Regions from separate parts of the Mus musculus genome. Here region 2 is linked to region 1. The links are chromatin contacts, called in public Hi-C maps. All regions are on one chromosome and are shown on one strand. Each heading gives the region's core, a stretch centred on a gene start, on an enhancer-like site or on the middle of the called end of the contact. The rest is flanking DNA. Distances are from core to core; before and after follow the strand shown.

Region 1 (2,876 bases), core at 269-2,768:
AATCCTGAACCAGAATCGAAACAAGGATTAACCAGACCATACCTGGGTAGAGACTTTTTAAATATGCAGACCTCCATAATTCCCTTCTAATTCTTTCTGTACTTAAACTTCATGTCAGCACCCCGAGAAAGGCCGTGGGGTTGTCCGACACTTTGTGTATTCCTCTTTTCAATGTGGCCACCCTACATAAGCCTCACATTTCTGCTTCCCACTCTTACATTTCTCTGTTTCTGTAAGTTGCATGAAGGGGGCAGGTTTTGCAGCTTTGAGTGATGAGGAGGCAGGGTCTCATTAATACCTTGAACACGTCCATTAGAGGAGCTGTTCAGCACTCTAAGGACCCTGGACATGTGGGAGATGAAGTGCATTTGAGTTATAGAGAACTTGATTCTTGACTAGAGTTCAGTAAACTCTAATATTCTAATAATGTTTGTATGGGATGATACAACTACATAATAGCTTCTGTTTTAATCATTACTAATTTATTTCTAATATTAGTGTGAGGTTTGTGGCCTGGCGTTTTTGCACCACCCTTTGTGTCCCCGTGACGCCTCAGAGCATCAGCAGACACCCAGTGTAGACTGCTCCAGCTCATTCATGTTTTTGTTCATCTGCTACCGGCTTAGTTTCCGTACTGTTCAAACAAATAAAGAATCAATTTACTGAACGATTTTGAAAGAAGAGTCATAACCATATGTAATATCTCTCTAAAAAGAGCCAACTGACCTAAAAACGTGATTTCGTGAACAAAAATCAAAATGAAAGGAGTCATCCAGGGTTCTGGAAAAAAGAAGCTTAAAGAAATAAACATGACAATCAATCAACACAATCAAACAAAGGATCCTTTGGAAAGGTACAATTTCTGTCTGACAAAAGTCTCCCCTTTTGACACAGAAAGGGCCCTGGGAGACCTGCTGGGGAGAGCAGGGAGAGGTAGGAGGCATGACAGGGACACAATGTAAATATTGTGACAGCTTAGTCACAGGAGTGAAGCGCTTCAGGCATTCTCACATTTTAACCCTACTGTAACAGTTACAATTCTTGTATAGCTAAAATCCAAGAACCAGCTCTTTGTATCTCTCAGTATCCCAGCCTGAAACAAAAAGTCAAGTTTAAAGCTTTGCTAGGTAGTTGTGGTTTGTCTAAATAGTCCTACTTTTATTTTTATTAGGCGTAACCTAGAGCCCTGTAATGGTTTCGCTGTGGCCCCCCACTTTCAACACCTTCTGGTAGGATGAGAGATTTCACGCTGAGGCGTGGTTAGGACAGGCACCAGTTTAGTCTGAAAATTTACTGGGTGAGGAGTTCAAGCTTGGCAGATGTTTCTGGCCATCGTATTTTTTTTTTTTTTTTTTTTTATCAAAACATTGCTTATTGGGAGAGATAAGCCAACCAATTATAGACTTCACATTGCTACAACAGGGCATAGTCTTTTGAAACGGGTGGGTGGGAGGAGTTCCCAGTGTCTCCTCTTGTCTGATCTTCCCTCCGTACCCGCCCCTTTGTCTGCAGCCCTCATAGCCTGTCTTCTCCTGAGGGGGATGGAAGGTAAAGAGAGGGAGGGCCGCAGGGTAGAGCGCTTCTTCCTGCAGACAAGATTTATGTTGGGATGATGACTGTTTGAAATGAAATCCATAGCACTAGATTTAAAGCAACATTAAATAACGCCGACCCATGATTCATAATCACTGTGCTGGGTGCTTAAGACCTAAGGCTTAAGCTACGGGCTGTGTCTCCCCACACATGAATTAGACAGGTGTCTACCATTTGGAAAAGAAACAGTCTGTCTTGTAACATTAAATTGCTAGGATATTATTTGTATGTAAACAAGTCCAACATCACCTCATTTAAGACCAGCTTTGTCCTTCAAACATTTTACTGGGAAGGAAAGTGAAAATGTCATGAAGAGTTTGGTTTTGAAGGCACTGAAGCGTCTCCTTCGCCTTCAGTGTTGCGGTTCCTTCTGTGGTTTTTCCTTTAGAATCGGTAAAACCCCACGATTGGGCTGCACTTGGCTTTAAATAGCAGAGAGAAGTAACTCAGTGCTGCCAAGTTAGGGAAAGCAAGCAGCCAGCAGCCGAACACCAAGTGCTCACTGCTTTCCCGTCAGATTGGCAGTTCTGACAGATGGCTACATGGGGTTAATTTGAATTTCTTGCCTTCTAAAAATCCTAAGGCAACTGCTCTCTTGGGCGCCTGTTTCTAGCTTTAAATCTTTGTCTCCAGTGAAATAGACAAAGTGGCTGCTCAGCCTTAAAAACAAATAAATCTCCTTAAGCACTTCTCACCACCAGAGAAGGTTCATTATGTGCCACAGCCAGGGTCAAAGCTCACACAATGGGTGAGGGACAGACCGAAATCTTTCAATGGAGGCTAATTAGGAGGTAAAGCCAAATGGAGTTAAGGGGCTAGATATGGTAAAAAGCAAAAACAAAAACCAGAACGTTAGAGAGTAGGAACAAATAGTTTTCAAAAATAAAATAATAACTATTAAAAGGCTAGGCTTTTTTTCCCCACTTTTGTGGTTAAAAAAAAAACTTGGATTAAATCTATTTCTGATAAAGTAAGAGGAATTGAAATCCAATTCCTTCTATAAAAATTAGATTTTAAAGCTGATGGCTACACATTTATCACTTTAAAAATTATCTATCTATCTACTTTGTGTGTGTGTGTGTGTGTGTATGTATGTATGTATGTGTGCATGTGTGGGTTAGAGGGACAGCTTGTGGAAGACAGTTTTTGTTGGCATTTAGTCTAGGCTTCGCCCCACAGTTACCTGGCAATAGCCAGGTGTGCCTGACTCTCTATAAAAAGGGCTCCTTGCCCCCCCCCCCCCACTTTGTTGCTCTCCTGCTCTTGCTCCTGTTCCAGCTCCT
Region 2 (2,876 bases), core at 143-2,642, 590 kb before region 1:
TGTCATAGACATCCAGGATATACGTCTCCTTGGTGTTTTTTTATTTCAGCTCCTTGGTTCCCAACACAGGAAGAAGCAGGAATATACTTCATTCTGTAATGAGGACCCTTTGAACTTGCAATGACTGGGCCCACTAAAGAGCCCAAGGTGAGGGCAGCAAAGACCACTGGCTCTGAAGAAAAACAGATTTAAAACACTCTTCCTAAGTACGCAGTGGGGCCTGGAAAGCAGAGCTGCCCCTGCTTTTATAGTGGTTCCTTGGGGATGCTCTTGCAAGAGGAGAAAACGCATTTATTATGAGTCCATGACTGTGAGGCAGCCCTGTGATACAGCAGGGACACTGGTCTGTGGTAGAGCTCCTGCTTAGCAGGGACACAGCCCTGCCTCTATCCATACCCTCCCTCTCCAAGGAGCCACCAACCTAAAACTCCCAGCATTTGAGCTGCCTGCTTCTTAGTACTGGCTCTAGCTTATCCAGATAGATCCTGTGCCTTTGTGAACACAAGAGCCGTACTAGGTCCAGAATGCCAGAAATTTTACATTTGCAATATATTTTTAAAAAAACAAAACCCTTTATGGATTGTTTGTTTTGGCGTTACTCCACCAAGACTTAAGCAATCTACAAACGCTCTCTAGCAGTGAGCTACATCCCAGTTTTTATTTTTTACATTTACGGTTGTCTTAGGGATGAGAGTACAGAGCAATTTTCTAGCACTTGAGAAGTCCTGAGTAGCCTCGCTAGTGTAAGCAGAGTAAACCCTGCACCCAAGTGCCTATTCGTGCAAAATCCCGATGGAAAGGCCAAAAGTACAGTTCAGTGGCGGTGGACGCGTGCCCAACTAGTCCAAGTCCATGCTTGGCTCGATTTACTGCTTTGAGGTCTCTCCGTCGGAGAGAGGCGTCGTGGTGGCCAGAAATGAAACAGGATCAGGACAAGTCCAGGGCCCTCAGTCCCCCTCATGGTTACACCACTGCTTAACAGCTCCACCACACCCCAGTATCACCACAGCAGGCATAGAGTCATTGCCACATGTGCCTTTGAGGGGCGTTTAAGAGCCAAAGTCTCCAACTACAGCAGAGGACCTAAAAAGAAGGGACTGTATTGGATGAGAAAGTTGCATGTTCTTGAAAGCAAATTGTGCAGGCTCTGGGGATCCGCCAGAAGTTCAGAGTGCTGAGCTGAGAGAACTGAACTCATCACGGTGAAAAGAAACGTAAAGCGGATATACTGGTGTGTGCCGTGCGCCGCGGTGCCTACGCCGAAGACGCTGAGGCAGGAGCAGAGCTTGAGCTCACTAAAGGGAAGGTGGGAAGACCTTTACAAAAGCCTAACCGCTGTTCTAAACTTTCCTTCTGAGCCTATGAGCTCATTTCCTTCACTACTACTCCTTTACCAAGACCGTCCAGCAGAGGGCGCTCCGAGCGTTTACCAATTATTCAGTGGCACTCAATCCCTTCTCCACTACGCAGTTCCAAAAATAAATTTGACCGTTCTTGGGCTAGTTAATTGACTGGTCCTGTTTACTCCAGGAGGACATTAGGACCTAGTGGACTCTGCAGTTTGAGAATAGGCCCTTTCTTAGCTACTCTCCATGCTTAATAATAGAATTAATATCTTATTATATATTGTATATAATATGTATTATTATAGAAATAATAGTAATTTAATAATTTAAATACACACTTTGAAATATTGTCCCTCTTTCTCCCCTTCTTCTCCCTCCCTTCCTCCCTCTTTCTCCTCACTGTATCCCAGCGATACAGAGTAATTTTTCGTGCTTCATTAGCTATATAGCCCACACTGAGTGATAATTTATTGATAATTACGACTTTCTCAAATATTCTCTATCCAATTCATCTTAAATGGTAGTCCGGGATATTTTTATGCCTTCTCCTGGCGGTTTAAATACATCACAACGTTTCTGCATCTAAAGGAGAGATCCTTGCAGGAGAGAATGCAGCGCTGACTATAGCAAATAGTCGGCTTGTCTGGGGGTTTTTAGCTTATGAGATGCCTAAATAATGATGAAGACATCTTGGAGACCCCCTAAAAGAAGAAATTTTCATGGAATAATGTTTAAAATAATAAGTAAAATAAGGGTCAGCAAGATGGCTCAGAGAGTAAAGGCACTTTCCAACAAGCCTGACGACCCGAGTTGTAGCCAGAAACCCACCTAGGCGAGCTAACTCCCACAAGTTGCCTCTGACCACACACTGACTGTGATGTGCATGCACTCCACCTCTTGCCACGCAGAATAGTGTACTTTTAAATTTTAAATTAAAAATAGTAATACATTCAGGCTGGAGAAATAGCTCAGCAGTTAAAAGCCCTTGCTGCAGCTCTTGTAGAAACTTGTGTGAGTTCCCAGCACCCATACCTAATACCATAGGTCGCACGCCCTCTTCTGGTCGATGTGGGTACTGCATGCATGTGGTAGACGTACGCAGGCACACACAGAAATAAATTCATATTTAAAAAATAATAATTAAGAGCCGGGCGTGGTGGCGCACGCCTTTAATCCCAGCACTCGGGAGGCAGAGGCAGGCAGATTTCTGAGTTCGAGGCCAGCCTGGTCTACAAAATGAGTTCCAGGACAGCCAGGGCTATACAGAGAAACCCTGTCTCGAAAAACAAAATAAATAAATAAATAAATAAATAAATAAATAAATAAATAAATAAATAAATAAATAAATAAATAAAAAACAAAAAGGGATGAGGATGCAGTTAAGTTGTGGATTTCACGCATGTGTGAGGCCTTGAGTTTAGATCTCCTGGCACCACAGGGGAAAAGGAAGAAAAGAAATTGAAATACTTTGACTTTCTCCTGTGGGTTATCTAAAATGAACACAGATGATAATGCTGTAAATTTTTATAT

What was found. A called contact is a pair of places that touch in the nucleus more often than the background predicts.
Region 2: a Hi-C map of uterus shows a contact between it and region 1, with 3 times the contacts expected there. The contact joins two enhancer-like sites. A contact is called at or near these places in 2 of 15 datasets of contacts at CTCF or cohesin (large pre-B cells and pro-B cells), 31 of 484 Hi-C or Micro-C datasets (B cells, the C2C12 cell line, the G1E-ER4 cell line and 22 more), 4 of 115 datasets of contacts at active chromatin or transcription factors (astrocytes, embryonic basal ganglia, embryonic limb bud and 1 more) and 1 of 9 other capture datasets (embryonic stem cells).

Annotation. Positions count from the first base shown.
Region 1 is chr5:103,335,418-103,338,293 of GRCm38.p6, reverse strand. No RefSeq gene overlaps it. Among named protein-coding and RNA genes, the nearest start is that of 1700021F02Rik, 9.7 kb to the left of the region's middle. Within about 2 kb of position 1,518, at least 59 of the 459 cell types and tissues checked have an H3K27ac peak or open chromatin away from gene starts, as enhancers often do. A contact at or near this core is called in cerebral cortex and uterus, where this site is marked.
Region 2 is chr5:103,926,122-103,928,997 of GRCm38.p6, reverse strand. No RefSeq gene overlaps it. Among named protein-coding and RNA genes, the nearest start is that of Klhl8, 16 kb to the right of the region's middle. Within about 2 kb of position 1,392, at least 127 of the 459 cell types and tissues checked have an H3K27ac peak or open chromatin away from gene starts, as enhancers often do. A contact at or near this core is called in cerebral cortex and uterus, where this site is marked.